Linked DNA regions of Oryzias latipes: region 1 is linked to region 2. The links are chromatin contacts, called in public Hi-C maps. All regions are on one chromosome and are shown on one strand. The core of a region is the stretch at or near the end of the contact, and the rest is flanking DNA. Distances in the headings are between cores, read along the strand shown. Region 1 overlaps LOC101169180 (nucleolar protein 4-like). Region 2 overlaps LOC101169180 (nucleolar protein 4-like).

The links. A called contact is a pair of places that touch in the nucleus more often than the background predicts.
Region 1: a contact with region 2 is called in a Hi-C map of embryo, with 1.8 times the contacts expected there. The contact joins two enhancer-like sites. A contact is called at or near these places in 3 of 5 Hi-C or Micro-C datasets (all in embryo).

What each region holds. Positions count from the first base shown.
Region 1 is chr7:29,794,327-29,802,127 of ASM223467v1, reverse strand. The region is part of intron 4 of LOC101169180 (nucleolar protein 4-like); the gene reads left to right. Among protein-coding and RNA genes, the nearest start is that of LOC111947680, 28 kb to the left of the region's middle. Within about 2 kb of position 3,532, at least 5 of the 8 cell types and tissues checked have an H3K27ac peak or open chromatin away from gene starts, as enhancers often do. A contact at or near this core is called in embryo, where this site is marked.
Region 2 is chr7:29,722,527-29,729,422 of ASM223467v1, reverse strand. LOC101169180 (nucleolar protein 4-like) reads left to right here. Exons shown (of 11, transcript XM_023957018.1): 11 at 1-3,389. Among protein-coding and RNA genes, the nearest start is that of LOC101169425, 7.0 kb to the right of the region's middle. Within about 2 kb of position 1,257, at least 4 of the 8 cell types and tissues checked have an H3K27ac peak or open chromatin away from gene starts, as enhancers often do. A contact at or near this core is called in embryo, where this site is marked.

The DNA.
Region 1 (7,801 bases), core at 2,283-4,782, 70 kb before region 2:
CAGCCTTTCCTGACATGGAACACTGCAGCAGTGAAGTGCTTTGCGGGTTTATGCAGTCCTTTGCGTTGATAATGTGTTGTATATTGGTGCAAGCCGGTATGAAAAACCACTTTTCTCTGCGACAGAATCAGCAGATTCCTGTTGATTGTATAAATGGTTAAATAGTTACAGTATGTCAGAGACATCTCCATCTTAGTGGGTTAAAAACAGCATACACACAAGCCTTTGACCTGTTGTTATTGTAACACTTTAACATTGTTAGCCTTACCAGGTTTGAACTGGAAGATTGTCACCCCTGTTTGGTTGCATGAGGCTGGAAATCTTTCCATTCAAATATCAAATTACACATAAGGGCGGAAACGATCTGACCTTGGGGTGAAATAAAAATGAGGTGAAATAAAGAGGAGATTCAGTTATTGTTTTTTATTGTAAATAACATGCGTTTGATTGCATCTACTGAAGTTACATCTGCAAATCATGACAACCATGAGTCTCAGAACGAATAGACCAGCAGTCTTGTGTTTTCTGCAGCAGGGACAAAAACATTACAATTTCACCAAACTATCTCTGAAGAGGCATTACGTTACAAAAGCTGTTAGTTACATCGATCTCTGAGTATAGTCTTTGATGACTGAATTCTGATTCTGGCAATGTTTTTTGTTGAGTAGATTCAGAGAAGACCTCTGACATTTGGAGCAAATGAAAATATGATTTTAAACGATCCTTACTCCTGTATTTGCTGTGTCAGCGGTAGCTGCTCTGCGCAGAAGCCTTATGTTTCTGCTCCTTCATGCTGTCAAAGCTAAATGGTCCCATGTTAATAAGCATAGAGCCTTTTGCGATGGAAGACTGTAAATGAAGAAAGAGGAAATTTGCCAAAATGTGTCACTGTGCTCAGTCACTGTGCTCACAGATGGTTCAGTGGATTCAGAAACGATCAGTTCTGTCTTCACGTGAGATAACACACAGATTCACTAAGCTACAGGCTCCGCTGTGTGTGATAGTCTAGGTCTGGAGTGTGGGTCTGGTGCTCCAGTAGTTTCAAAAAAAGAGGTTTCCTGTTAAACATAACAGCGTACCTTCTTCTCTCCTCACGATGTCTCTTTGTTTTTAAATCATGATGTGAGCTCATCAAGTTGGCTCACATCATGCTCACGCTAACACCAGTGACCTCTTACAAACCGTTTTTGGGGTCACGCACCGGTTTAAGGCCTTTTTTTTTTTTTTTTTTTGAGGGTAAAGTTTATCTTCGTGGCTGCACGGTGGCGCAGTGGTTAGCGCTCTTACCTCACAGCAAGAAGGCCCCCGGTTCAAGTCCCGGCTGGGGGACATGAAAAACACAACATCAATGGGGGACCTTTCTGTGTGGAGTTTGCATGTTCTCCCCGTGCATGCGTGGGTTTTCTCCGGGATCTCCGACTTCCTCCCACCGTCCCAAAAACATGCTTCATAGGTTAATTAGCAACTCTAAATTGACCATAGGTGTAACTGTGAGAGTGAATGGGTGTGTGTTTGTGGACATTCTACCCTGCGACAGACTGGCGACCTGTCCAGGCTGTCCCCTGCCTTCGCCCACAAGTGGCCGGGATAGGCTCTGGCAAGGGAAAAACGGTCAAAAAAAAAAAAGAAATGTTTATCTTCTTAAAAAGCCTTCATTAAAATATCTGCAGCTGGTTTAAACTTTATTTGTACGCTAGATCTCCAGTAGGAACCATTAAGATGTCTTATAGCTTTTCTCTTAACCCATAACTGTCAAAGTGGAAGCTGAAAAACATCAGAAGCCAATCTCAGCATCTTCCGACCATCAATCTTATCTGCCAACAGAAACCTTCTAAAAAAACCTTTTAGTTTGCAGTCGCTTTAAGACAGTAGTAGGTGTATTTCTGACTTCACTTGCCTCTAGAATGAGTCGGATGTGGCATAGATAATCCAGTAATTTTCTTAAATAAAACCTCCATTGGAAGCAGATTAGAAGTAAAACGTAGGTTGTAGGTTGTGTTTTTTTTTCCTCTGGAGGCCTAACAGTCTTCAACTGCTTTGGGGTTGGAGATCATGCATTAAAGTTCTACTCAATCATCTTTTGATCTTTTGTCACAGTGTTCCCAGTGCTCTTTTAATAATGATCATGTCATTTTTAGCCCACATACGAAAAATCTGTGTTGTTCTTTAGGACATCCTTTCTGCAGAGCGGCAAAGTTGATTAGAAATTCCGCTCTGAGTTGTAGGCAGGACTGTTGGTGCAGCAGTTTGCCCCTGCTTAATTCCCATAATCCATTTGTTTACATGCTCTCTGCCTAGTTTACAGCCCCTCACAACCCCAACCTGACATTAGCCGTGCAACAAAAATGGCAGCAACATCAGATCTATTCAGACGTACAGTTCTGATCCAGATTCCAGCTCAGAGGAAAACAAAGACGTTCATGGATCTTTTTGTCTGCAGGTGGATGATCAGAATGGAGCAGAGCAGGGAGCTTGTAACCTGCTGATTGTAGTTTGTTGTGTAACAACTACAAGCTATCTCAAACTGCATTTTTCTGTACACTGCATTTTCATTTTCGGCATTCTGCTCCTGATTTACAAGGATTAAATAAATACTTAGAAATACAATTTTATTCTGAATTTGCTTTATAAATGTCCTTTAACAGAAAAATACCTCAAGAACTGGTCAAAAACACTCAAAACACAATTTTTATTGGATTGGGGCTTTAAAAAAACTATTATCATTACTTTAAAGATTCAGAGCACATAAAATACCTGCATCCAGGTACAGGTCTGACGCTGAAAAGCCACGACAAGCTTTCAAAAACATGGATGACGTGTTCATTCTGATTCCAGTCATAAAATTGGTTTAAGCTGATTAAAAACCAACACAGAAACAGCCAAATGTTTGCAGCGGAGGTCACACAGACTTCCTGTGAAGAACACCGCATGTGTTGGCTATGAAGTTTTTGCTGTCACAAATAAAGTGCTTGTTAATCCCGTCTTAGTTTAAAGCGGTGTGGGTGGGTGTTTTCACCAGGGGCATGACCTTTAGCGCCCCTCATCCTCTGACCATCTGCCCTACTCCTGGGTCGAGCACTGTCTAATGATAAAGAAACAGCCAGAATCAGGAGAGGAGGGGTAATTCCCCTGTGCTCTGCCAGTCAGCCTCATCCGTGCATCTTTGGAGGATCCTCTCTGCATTTCATTCTTTTTTTCCTATGGAGCTGGCATCAAACCTGCACTGAAAATGACTCTCAGTGAACATTACACCAGAACAAAGAGCCATGTGCTCTTTAATCCACTCATGTGACATGAACCACCAGAACAGTAGGGTTAGTGCAGGATTGTGAGTCTGAACTGCACCTTTTTGCAGACTGTATCCACAGATGAGATGAGGAGGAAGACTGCAGGCTGTAGGCTTTGGCAGCAGTCAGAGAGCAGCTTTTCAGTGAAATCAGCCTTTCGTCATGTTGCCTGACGCCTCTCGCCCTCTGCCTATAGATGGCAGGTTTGTTTCGTATAGTACTGCTCACACGCACACACATTGAGACACTAAAGCTTCTGGAATATGTGTGTTGGTTGTGTGTCTGTCTTTGGGGAGGGAGAGTAAAGGTCAGTGTGTTACTGGAATGACACCTGAGGTGTTTTCGGGTGCCTGTGACGCTTCCACAGAAAACCCGACATCACCACTGAACTGAGGAAAAGGAGGTAAATTTGGGGAGGGGATATTTTTCAGCACAAATCCCTAAAAGGGTTTTCTGTCCCCTTCCTGAAACCCATTTCTCCCCATTCTGTCTGTGCTCTGGTGTCTCTGATGAGCTCAGAGGGTCCAGCAGGCAGAAGCTGCTCACGGACCCGCGTCCTCCTCAGACTCGCCTCGTGGATCTCATTGTTTTCCGTGGATTTGTCCAGCCTGGACCCACAGTGATGAGCCCTGCTCCCTCTCTCCCTGTCCGCCTCGCTCGCGGCCTGTGATGTCAGCAGTCGTGGCCCCGCCCACCGGCTGGCTCGGAGTCTTGAGGTCCCGCTGCGTGATCTCACTCCTGCCTTCATGCAGCAGCGGGGTCTGCCCTTCAGAATAAAGAAACCGGGGAAACCGGGGCGGACGAGTGAATAGCGCGGGGGACGGTGGAGCGCGAGGCGGCGGACGTTCATGGTTGTGATCAGGCGCGACTGAAGGTAAGGAGGCGTCCGTCCGCGTGCGTCCATCCTTCCTGCATCAGTGTTTTCCACCTTGCTCTCCTCAGCGGGGAGGAGGAGGAGGAGGAGGAGGGGATGGGGCGCGCACGGGAACTTTGGCTCGTGGCTGTCGACTCTCTTGTTGGATCACATCGAATTGTGTTGCTGCACTTGCGCACGCGCACCGTCCGGGCGCGCGTGGCTCCAGCGGTGCCGCGTCCTGCGGGTCTCTACTGCTCGTTATGGGTGGCAGAAGGCCAGTGTGGTCGCGTGCGCGCATGTCACAGCTTAATTGACGGGCGCACGCGCGGCGTGCGTGCTGATGGGTGGCTGCTGCGGAATGTGCGCACGCAGCCCCGCAGATTGGAGCTCCGGCCTCCAGCAGGATGACCTGCGGCGTTGAAGCTGGCCGCTCCCGCAGCCGCGTGGAGCAGGGCTGCGCGCTGCGCTCTGCGCGCTGGACCCGCGCTGCTGTTTGGATGCAGACGCGGTGCGGAGACATTTTAAAAAACGTTTTCTGGCACATTCAGCCAGGTTCCTCCTCTGGCTCATGTGGATACGGTCTGGCTAAAGTGTCTCTAGTCAAACAGGATGTGTTGACATGTGTTCCAGCTTTAGACAATCAATGTTACACAAACTGGTTTTGACCAGAGGTACCGCAGCAACCTGCAGGCATAGAAATCCCACAATTTGTAGGCGCTTCCACTTCCAGGCATAAACAGGTGAATCATCCAGATGTCTTCCATGTTTGGAACTAAGGACCCACCTTCAACAAAAACCCAAACATCACAGGCCGAAAAATCCCCCAAATCACTTCAGATCACTTCTAGTGGGAAAAGGTCCATCCATTTTACTTATTTACTGCTCTGGTCCTGTTTCTTTATTTTTTGGATTAAAGACTGTTTTACAAACTTTAACTCAATTAAAACAACAGGAAACACAAACGAGAGGTGACTTTCCTTTTTCAACAGAAGCACAAGACATAAACATTTCTATGGGGTCAAATCAGGATCAGTTTAAAGTGGATGAAAAACCAGACTGCAAATGTAAAAAATAGACATTAGTAATAAAAAAAAACCTGAAAATTAAAAAAGGTTTAAACTCAAAATACACATTGTAATCCAAAAGGAAATATGAAAAAAAATGCTTTAAAAATTGGGCGTAGATTTTAAATTCGAAGAAAAACTAAAAATCTGAATTAAAGGAAAAAAAACTGTTACCAAATAATGAATGCTTCTAACAGCTTCTGTTCTGTATTTTGGTTTTTCATTTCTCTTCTTCCTCACTTTCATGTTTAGTTTTAATCCAGAATTGATGTTTTCAGCACTCCCCTTAACTTCAGGTGGGGGCGGGGCTTTGTGACAGAGGTTATGGTCACGCTCCAACACAGCGTCTGTTGTTGGCGCTGCTGTGTCGCCCCTCCTCTGATGTACCAAACTTTGGAAAAGCGTTATCGCTTCTCCACGCCACATTATTTAACTCAACTTTTTTTCCCCTGACTTACATTTTTTCACATTTTAAGTATTTCTTTCTAGTTTAAAACTGTTTTCAAATATTTTCTTAAAATGGCAAACTAGTATTTCATTCACTTTAAGCTGATCCTGATTTGACCTCATAGATTATATCCAAAATAATGAAAAAGAAGCCGAGGCTTTTGAGTCTCAATGCATTTTTGTTGTAAAAACATTTGATCCTTAACCCTCTGTTTGTGTTCCTGTCAGAATTTGAAGCAAAGTTTCACACATCTGAAAACAACCAGAATAGAAAACACAGAAAAAACTGAAACAAATATTTGTTTTCTTACAGTGTTTTTTCAAAACCTGAAGGCAAAGAAGTAACATTTTCTTTCACATCCCAGAAAATGTGACTTGATGTTTTGTTTTGGCAGCCTGTGGTCCTCTGCTGTAGCTCAGGGTTCACGCTCAGGGCCTTGCTCAAGAGCCATGTGGCAGCTGTGGAGGCTTGAACCGAGCTTTCGCTGACAGAAAGCCTCACTAAGGGCCACACCGATCCGCTTCCAGTGCCCTTGATGCTGTACACAGGATGCGTTACCATAGCAACACATCCAAAGAAATGGGGAAGGAAGGCTATTTTCTTTCTTTCTACTTTTTGTTTGGTTATTCTTTGGAGTTTCTGGTTAAATCTGCTTTATATGAATGCGGTCAGATGAATCGTGATCATCTCTGCAAATACTGCAGAGAAATGATGCAGTGAAGAAGTGAAAGAGACGGTAGAGGGTTTCTCGCGCCAGGTCAGAGCGGCTCCCCTCCCCACAGTTCAAGGTGAAACGACTCACTCAGCTCTTTCGTGGGAAGCATACGCATTTTTGGGTCAGACAAAGAAGAGGTCAGCTCATTAGACGGAACACTCTTAACACTTCACCCTCTCAGTTATTTTGAATAGTTGGTGGAAACTGACATTGTGTGGCACCCAAAGGGTAAAAGGTGGCCACTGATTTTCTGTGATGCTCCTCCTCACAGTCGGCTTTCTGCTGAGGGGGGGGGGGCTCTCCCAGGATAAATCCTCCTGCCAGGAGCTGCTTATGCTCTCCTCTTTGCCGTGGGATACCTTCCGTTTTTGACCGCCGCTTGTTCATGTAAGCAGACCAGAGAAGGAGCGACAGCCTGTCTGCTAATCCCCTTTTGTCTTCATCCTCGTCGTCTCCCCTGATTGGGCTGGCTCCCTTCTATTTCTGGAGCCTCTGGTGGCCGGTGCATCTTGGGAGTGCTCTGTCCAGATCACCTTATCCCTTGTGCTGTCTTAGATGACCCCCCCTTACATTGAAGTGTTCTTCCTACCATGACAAAGGAGGATAAAGGTGGAAAGATTTCATGTAATCCATGGACACCAGTGAAGATCACAAATCATTGAAGAAAAAAGGTTCAGCGCACTGTCTAGTGGGTCTAGATGACCCAACTCCCAATGGTAAAGAGCCTAGGATAGCACAAGGGTTATTCTAGACCCACCTCCGTTTGTTTTGGTCAGAAGGTGTTCATTTCAGTTCAGATTGCACTCCAATGAAAAGGTTCTTATGGAATTTTTATGATGATGGAGGACAGGTAGAAAGACAATAAAGTTTCTTAGTATTTTTTTTTTAGAAAAAACCTGGATTAATAAAAAAAAATCACTCAAACTTTATTTATAAAAAGCGCTTTACAATTCACACTCATACACCCCCACGGCCCCACACAATGCATACAGGCACACAAATCTGGAAGTATAAAAGACATGAGGCTTGGCTCAGCTGCAAGGGAACAATATAATAATCTCTTATACCAGGAGAAGCTCAGCCACAGAACATCACTACAGCCCCCCCACACCATGACAGCAACAGTGTCCCCTCCACAGCTGTGAGGCTGCGATGCTGGACCCCAACCACCCCAGCAAGGGCATATATATATATGTATATATATATATATATATATATATATATATTTTAAATAAATAACCAGATAGGATTGTCTAAAAGCTAAATTAAAAAGGTGGGTTTTCAGCCTCTTTTTGAAAACCTCTATAGACTCTGCGGCCCTGAGGTTCTCCTGCAGGCTGTTCCAGAGGCGAGGACCACAATGGCAGAACAAAGCCTCACCGTAAGTTTTGGACCGCACCTTAGCGACAACCAAAAGGTCAGCCCCGGAGG
Region 2 (6,896 bases), core at 8-2,507:
GTTTACCTTTGTGTGATGTCATCGCGGCCTGCAGACCTGGTGGGGGGTCCGGCTGGGACGCTGATGTGGAGACTGTCAGCTGCTCTGTTTGTGCGGTTTGTGCTGCTGTAAATATCCAGTCCATCTTGAAAACTTGAAGAATCAGAGCAGAAGGTGGTGCGAGTGTTTGGGGGAGAAAATGTGTGCGAGTGTGTGTGAGTGTGTGTGTGTGTGTGTGTGGGAATGGAGGGCTGTTTTTCAAGTGTCTGGGAGTTTTTCTTCCCATCTCTTCTTTTTACAAAGGTGGGTGTTGGTCCAGCAGGACCTTGGCGTCTGGGTTTGGGTTGGACCTTCTCCCCTCAGATCTTTTGTGTGGACCTAATCTCCGTCCCTCGTCTTTCTGTGTTTGTTGGTTAAATTTGAACGGCCATTATTTATATTGTTCCTGTACTTATAGCTATGATGAATCTAATGAACTTTCATGTTGCTGCTACTATTGAAAAAGCGGACCTTCTGCCATAGACCGGAAACCTCAACAAAGCTGGTTGTTTCTTGCAGCACGCTGTATTACCAGACTACAGTGGCCCCCCCGGCTCCCCCAGTGTGGGCTAAGTGAGCGCGCTCTGTGGCCTCTGCAGCAGCTCGAGTCTCTGTCTTGCTCCATGGAGCTCTGTTTCTGTTCTCAGTGCATCTCAGCATCGCCTTTGTCCTTTTTTTGGAATTTTTCCGATGCTTTCATCTTTGGGATAGTCCATGGAGGGGGGGGTGCACTCTTGGTGTAACGCTCCGCTCCATCTTGTCAGGACCAGAAGGCTCCAGTGTTTGGTTTCTAAAGTTTTCCTCCAAGGACTCAGACTTTCTTTAGACTTGAGTGTTTTGCGTTTTTTTCACTTATTTTTAGTTCTTTAGCATCCTGTTAGCAGGACTTTGAGTTCATTTTCTTTCCACAACAAGTCTTTCATCTGGGCTTCTTCAGTAAAATCCGGATGAATGTTTTTGGAGTTTGTGTGGCGTAAATGCATCGTTCTCTGATGTTTCTCTTGTTGATCCTGACCACAGGCGTCGACTCAAAGGAAAGTCTGAGCCCTTGGAGCGTGAGCGTCAGACATGAAGGGCGTCTTCTGCTGCAGCTCCACAGTGACGTCCTTCCGTGTGAATCTTATCTCGCAGACGCGTTCAGCTCTGCTGCTGTCTCTCTGAGTCGCTTCTTTATGCTGAGTCAGCGGCCTGCGTCTGTGAGCTGACCTGGACTCTCGCGCCTCTGTGTGTTTTAGAAGAGCTGAGCGGGTTTTGGCAGAGAGTCTACATCGACCGGCCAGTGGACTCTGTTTGCTGCACACGCGACACTGGGGAGGCCCCACATGCCTTTTGCTGTCCGTCCCTCATGGAGCGGCTGCAGACTCCTGCCGGCTCTTACCCGTTTGATCTGTCAAAGTTTCGGTTCTTGTTTGTTCGGCTGCAGATGAATCCCTTTCCTCCGAGCTCATGAACTGTGCTGTAGCGTGAACCAACCCCCACCAACCACGCAAGCAGAGCTTTGGGTCTTTACAGCTTTTGAAGCCATAGAAACCTGTCAGGAGCTGAATGAAACCTTGGGACCGTTTCCACTTCTGGAGCCGACACAGTTGAGCTCCAGCAGCCGCAGAGCTGCACACCACAAAGAGACACGGCAGAGCAACCCAACAGGGCAAACAACAGCAAAAGACAATCTGTAGTGGGGTGAAAGGTCAGATGCAGCACGCGTCTGTCATAATCACAGCTCCTCTACCTGCATTAGCAACTCCTTCACTAGCCTGACTAACTGCCCACACACTTCTGCTCATTTGCATCAACTTCCTTTTGATGGGGACTACAATAATTTGATTTTGAACTTCATGAGCCAACGGTGTCATCACTGGAGTCCACGTGTTCACATTCCTGACCGCCCATCTTCCAGCAGCTGTTCTTGGACCTGACTCTGACAGCGGAACAGTGAGATCAGAGGTGGGGTTTCTTCACAGGCTCAGAGGTCAGGGTGACAAACAAACGGTGTGAAGAAACTCTCAGGAAACCTCTTTTCCAGATGAGCCAGTAGAGGTCTGAGGAGGAAAATGGTTTCAAAAACCTGCAGGACTGTGAAGTTCTGCAGAATCTGCAGTCTTGGACTTCAGAGCAAGAAAAGTGTCTATAAATGGTGAATTGTTCCTTCAATCCCACCTTTTCTTGTGACCTCAGGTGAGAAGCTCCTTCTTATTGATAATCCTGACCTTTTTTCCTGTCTTAAGCTGTGTGGATCAGCTTGGTGCCGGTCAGGTTCTTCTTCTTTTGGTCTGCCGAGCTGAGGTTCTGTCAGTTTGGCCGGTTTATTTACAGTTCTGAGAGTGAGACTTGACTGGACTTGGTTCTGGAGTTCTGTGCTTTCATCAGGATCCGACTCGCTGGAAATGTGATGTTTACATGTACAGATTTTTGCATTTCCACTGGTTTCTTTTCCGCTCCACCCGTGTTCTCGCGTCACCTGCCTCCTCCTGGGGATCTGAAGGGCCCGGAACTGCGCTCCCCCATGTGGTTTCCGCGCTAACACCTGTCTGTGCAGGTGGGGGTTTCTTTGACTGCACTGCCTCAGCTGCAGTTGAGGTTTTTATACAACCGGCTGGCAGCCATCAATCAGTTTGCTGCAGCGAAGATGTTTCCTCAGCAAAGGGACTGTCGCCCAGCTGAGGTTGGGGTCAGTAGGGCATTCCTGTCCCCAGACAGTCTGTAGGGGGGAGGGCAGCGGGTCTATGTGACCCAGTGGGAGCTAACCCGGGATTTCGGAACCACTGCACAGCCCGGTAAATGACAGTGGGGCGCAGGCCCTCCACCAGTGGAGAGGAGTCCTCAGTGAATGATAAGCCATTGCGGAGCCTGCAGGCTCTCCGTCTGTTAGTATATTTAGCAAACATTAAAGCGCAGATGACAAATGTTTAGCTCAGGAAAAAGGGACGCCACTTTTGTAAAATCAGATCCAAGTAAAGTTCCCCGTTCCCCCTCTTTGAAACCGCGTTCTTTGTTTTTCTATTTATTGATTCATTCAGATCTTTACTGTGAATATTTTTTTATCGTCTAGTTCTGTGCGTCCTCCTTTAGGAAAACGTTAATATATGCCAGAAGACTGAGGAAAAAGCTTTGTTTTTTTTGTTTTGTTAGTTGAGCGTTTGTGTTTGCTTCGTCCAGCCGTGACTCCGCTCTGTGACAAGAAACTCAAAGACGCAGCGGCGCAGCTTAGTTTTGTATGATCTCACCGCAGAAGCCATCGTGTGTCTGGGCTTAACAGTGAAACAGAAATTGTGAATATTTATGTTTGTTCTCATTTTTTGTCCCCCCCCCCCCCCCCCCAGCTGTACATCACAAAGCTAAATATACTAATAAAACTGTGTGCTATCTATCAACCCGGCCTCTCCCCATTATTCAGCAGGTACAGATTTTATAGGTTTGCCCACTTTAAAAGAAAATTGACGGTTGGTTCAGTTGAACGGCAAGAGATAAAATCTTTTTTAAAAAAAACAAGAAATCCACAATAAATAATTTGTATTCATGTATTTGATCCCCTAGTAACCATTCAGAGTTCTGCTTCACACAGATAGACGGGTAGACTCTCCTAATCAACCTGCTGTTTGAACTAATCACCTGGAGAAAAGACACCTGTCCACAGGATCAGTCCATCAGAGTCCAGACTGTCCAGCATGGGAAAGACTAAAGAGGTGTGAGCGGATTTCAGGGAGAAGATTGTTAACCTGAACTAGAGCAGAATGGACTACAGAACCATCAGCAAGAAGCTGGAGGGTTGAGGTGACAACTGCTGATGCAACATGACCAACAATCCATGTTTTAGGTCGGGGGCTCCAAACCAGATCTGACCTGGTGGAGTTTCCATTAGGCCAGACAACCAAGGGATGGCGCAAGAATCCTATCGTGATCGTGGAGCAGTCCAGCCAGACTCCGGACCTCAATCCTATAGAAAACCTGGGCAGAAGGCTGACGCTCAGAGTCTGAATGATTTAGAAACCATTTGAAGAGTGGACCAGAATTCCTCCTTATATGTGCAGAAACCTGATCGTGAGATACAAGAAACATCTGACCTCTGTGATGTTAAGAGTTTAGTCTGAATGCCAAGAGGGTTCAAATATCTACAATATCTAAAGTAAGAAAGTGTCGTTTTGTGCCAAAACCACTGTCATCCTTTGACTTAGTTCATATGAAAACAGGAAGAGATGTGCCAGTATTAATGCAGGGCAGTGTGGGAAGAAACAGGCATTTCATCTCTTGCTGATTTTGTAGGTTTGCCCACTTAACAAGAAACTGTCTGAGTGTCATCCTGAAGGTGTGTTTGATTGAAAAGTGAAAGGTAAAATCAAGAATTTTTAGACATTTATTTGTATTTTGATAAGGGAAATACAGTCAGGACCAGAAATATTTGGACAGATAAACATTCTTTCTAATTTAGTTTATGTACATTACCACAGTGAATTTGAAATAAAACCACTCAGATGCCATTGAAGTGCAGACTTTCAGCTTTTATTCCATGGGTTGAACAAAAAGGTTGCATAAAAATGTGAAAAACTAGATCATTTTTTAAACACAATCCTTTTCACTTTTCAATTGAACACACCTTCAGGATGACACCCAGACAGTTTCTTTTTAGGTGGGCAAACCTACAAAATCAGCAAAAGATGAAATGCCTGTTTCTTCCCACACTGCACTGCATTAATTCTGGCACATCTCTTCCTGGTTTCATATGAACTAAGTCAAAGGATGACAGTGGTTTTGGCACAAAATGACACTTTTTTACTTTTCTAAAGTTTGCCCGAAGGGAAAAACTTTACTACCTAAAATGTGAAAAAATTTGACGTCCAGGTTTGCTTGTGTGGAATTTTCCACACGTGTCCTCTGATTCTCAGGATTCTAAAACGAGGAAAAACTAAACGTCTTTCTGCTGAAACTAAAAAATACTAACAATAATGTTTCTTTTTCCTCCCCAAGAGAGATTTCTTTACAAGTTTAGGCCTGAATGTCCATGACTCATTTGCAAAGAATTTCTGATACCTATTTAACGAAAATGTCAGCCTTAAGATTAAGAAAATGTATCAACACTTTTTTTTAACTTGTCCTGTCCAACAGCTGGGCAAACAGGTGAGAGCTGAAGGCCTCTTGTGTTGGACATATTTTACTTTAACAACAGGGGTTCTGAATTTTCTGACAAACCAGAGGTATGTCTGAATAAACACCTTTTGTAATCGAGGCCAAACTTTATTCATTTTAATAGTATTTGAAAATCTTTTGTGTTGGACCGGACGGAAAAGGAAAAGAAGAGAGAGGGACGTTTGAGAGGGGGGATAGGAGGGTGATTATAAGGGGGGAGGGGTTAAGCCATGAGGCAGCATAAAGCAACAAGTTTACTGGTTGTTTATCATTTGGGCGAGGTTCAGATATAGTACAAATCTATATCCCTGGCTTGTCCACATACACTCAAATGTTATAAACACACCTGTTAGTTGCAAAAATGTCCACATGTCAACATGTACACAATACAGATAGTGTTCACACACGCACACTTATGCCTTCAAACCAACTAGTGGGAAATATTTCATTCAATCACAAAAAATATTAGTGCAATAGTGAGCTAACACCTGTGCTTAAGTGAGTGTTTATGTTCTTATAAAATAGATGATGGAATGTGAAAAGGAGGGAGAACGCCCAGCCATCCCCACACCAAGACCCCCGCCGTAGCAGCCGTGGCAGCCATAAGCCCCCAACGCCACATGGCAGCAGGCAGAGAACAACAGCCCCCGGGTGATCACATCCGCCACCCTGGCCAGGGCCAGCAGGACCGCCACGGGGTCCCCAGAGCCAGAGAGCAGGGAGGCACGGGGGGACAGAGAGCGCAGCCCCAGCCCAACCAGGAGAGCAGCCCCCCGCTGTGCCGGGAGGGCCCAACACCGGGCCCCACCCGAGAAGAGTGCCCACAGCCCCAGACGAGCACCTCATCACCACCCAGGAGTTCTGGGCATCCCCCCACCCCACCCCAGGTACCCCACCCCTGGTAGGCCAGGACCCCCCAAGGGAGACCCGCTCCGCACTCCAGGCAGCCACCCACCTGGCCCACGGCTGGTCCAGGGAGGAGCAAGGAAGGGGCTAGCCGTCCCCGCCAAGGAGGGGAGCACCAAGGAGAAAAAGGGGGCCCACAAGGGGTGTTGTAAACTTGGCCCGACCAAGCTCACCCACAGTTAGAAATTTGGCGAGGCCCAGCACTCAGGGGCCAGGTCTTCATTTAACAAACTTTCAAACATGGAGGCTTGCGAGGCTCCAATGATTCATGTGTTTGTGGATAGAAACGAGAGCAGGAGAAATGCTAGTTTAGTTAGCCAGTTGTGTGTCAATTCTTCATCCTGTGCAGCATCTTCCTGCTGCCTCAGAACTTTTTTTTTTTTTTTTACTATAAAAATAATCAATCAAACGTCTTCAGAGTTAAATGATGGCATCAAATAACGATCGTTTATTAGGGCGAGCGCTCACTCCGCCCTGATGAAGAGAATGCTGATGTAAACGAGGCTCTGCGCAAACATGGAAGGAGTGGAGCATCTTAACTCCATGAAATCTGTTCTGAAATCTTTTCTCTGATGTGGGAATCCGGTTGAGTGAGATCTGCAGCATAGACCGTTAAATGCAGTGGCGGTTTTTGATATGGGCGATGTGGGCGGTCACCCAGGGCGGCACTTCTTAGGGGGCGGCATTTGCCGTGCCTGAGGCGTTACACATAATGTGCTACACACTATATTCAAAGAGGAAGTTTAGAGCTTTTAATTTGAAGTTGCTTCAGCAGCCGACACTTAATGTTTTTATATTAACACATCAGACTGTTAAAAATGTCTTCCTCCTATTTGCTCTTCACACTTATG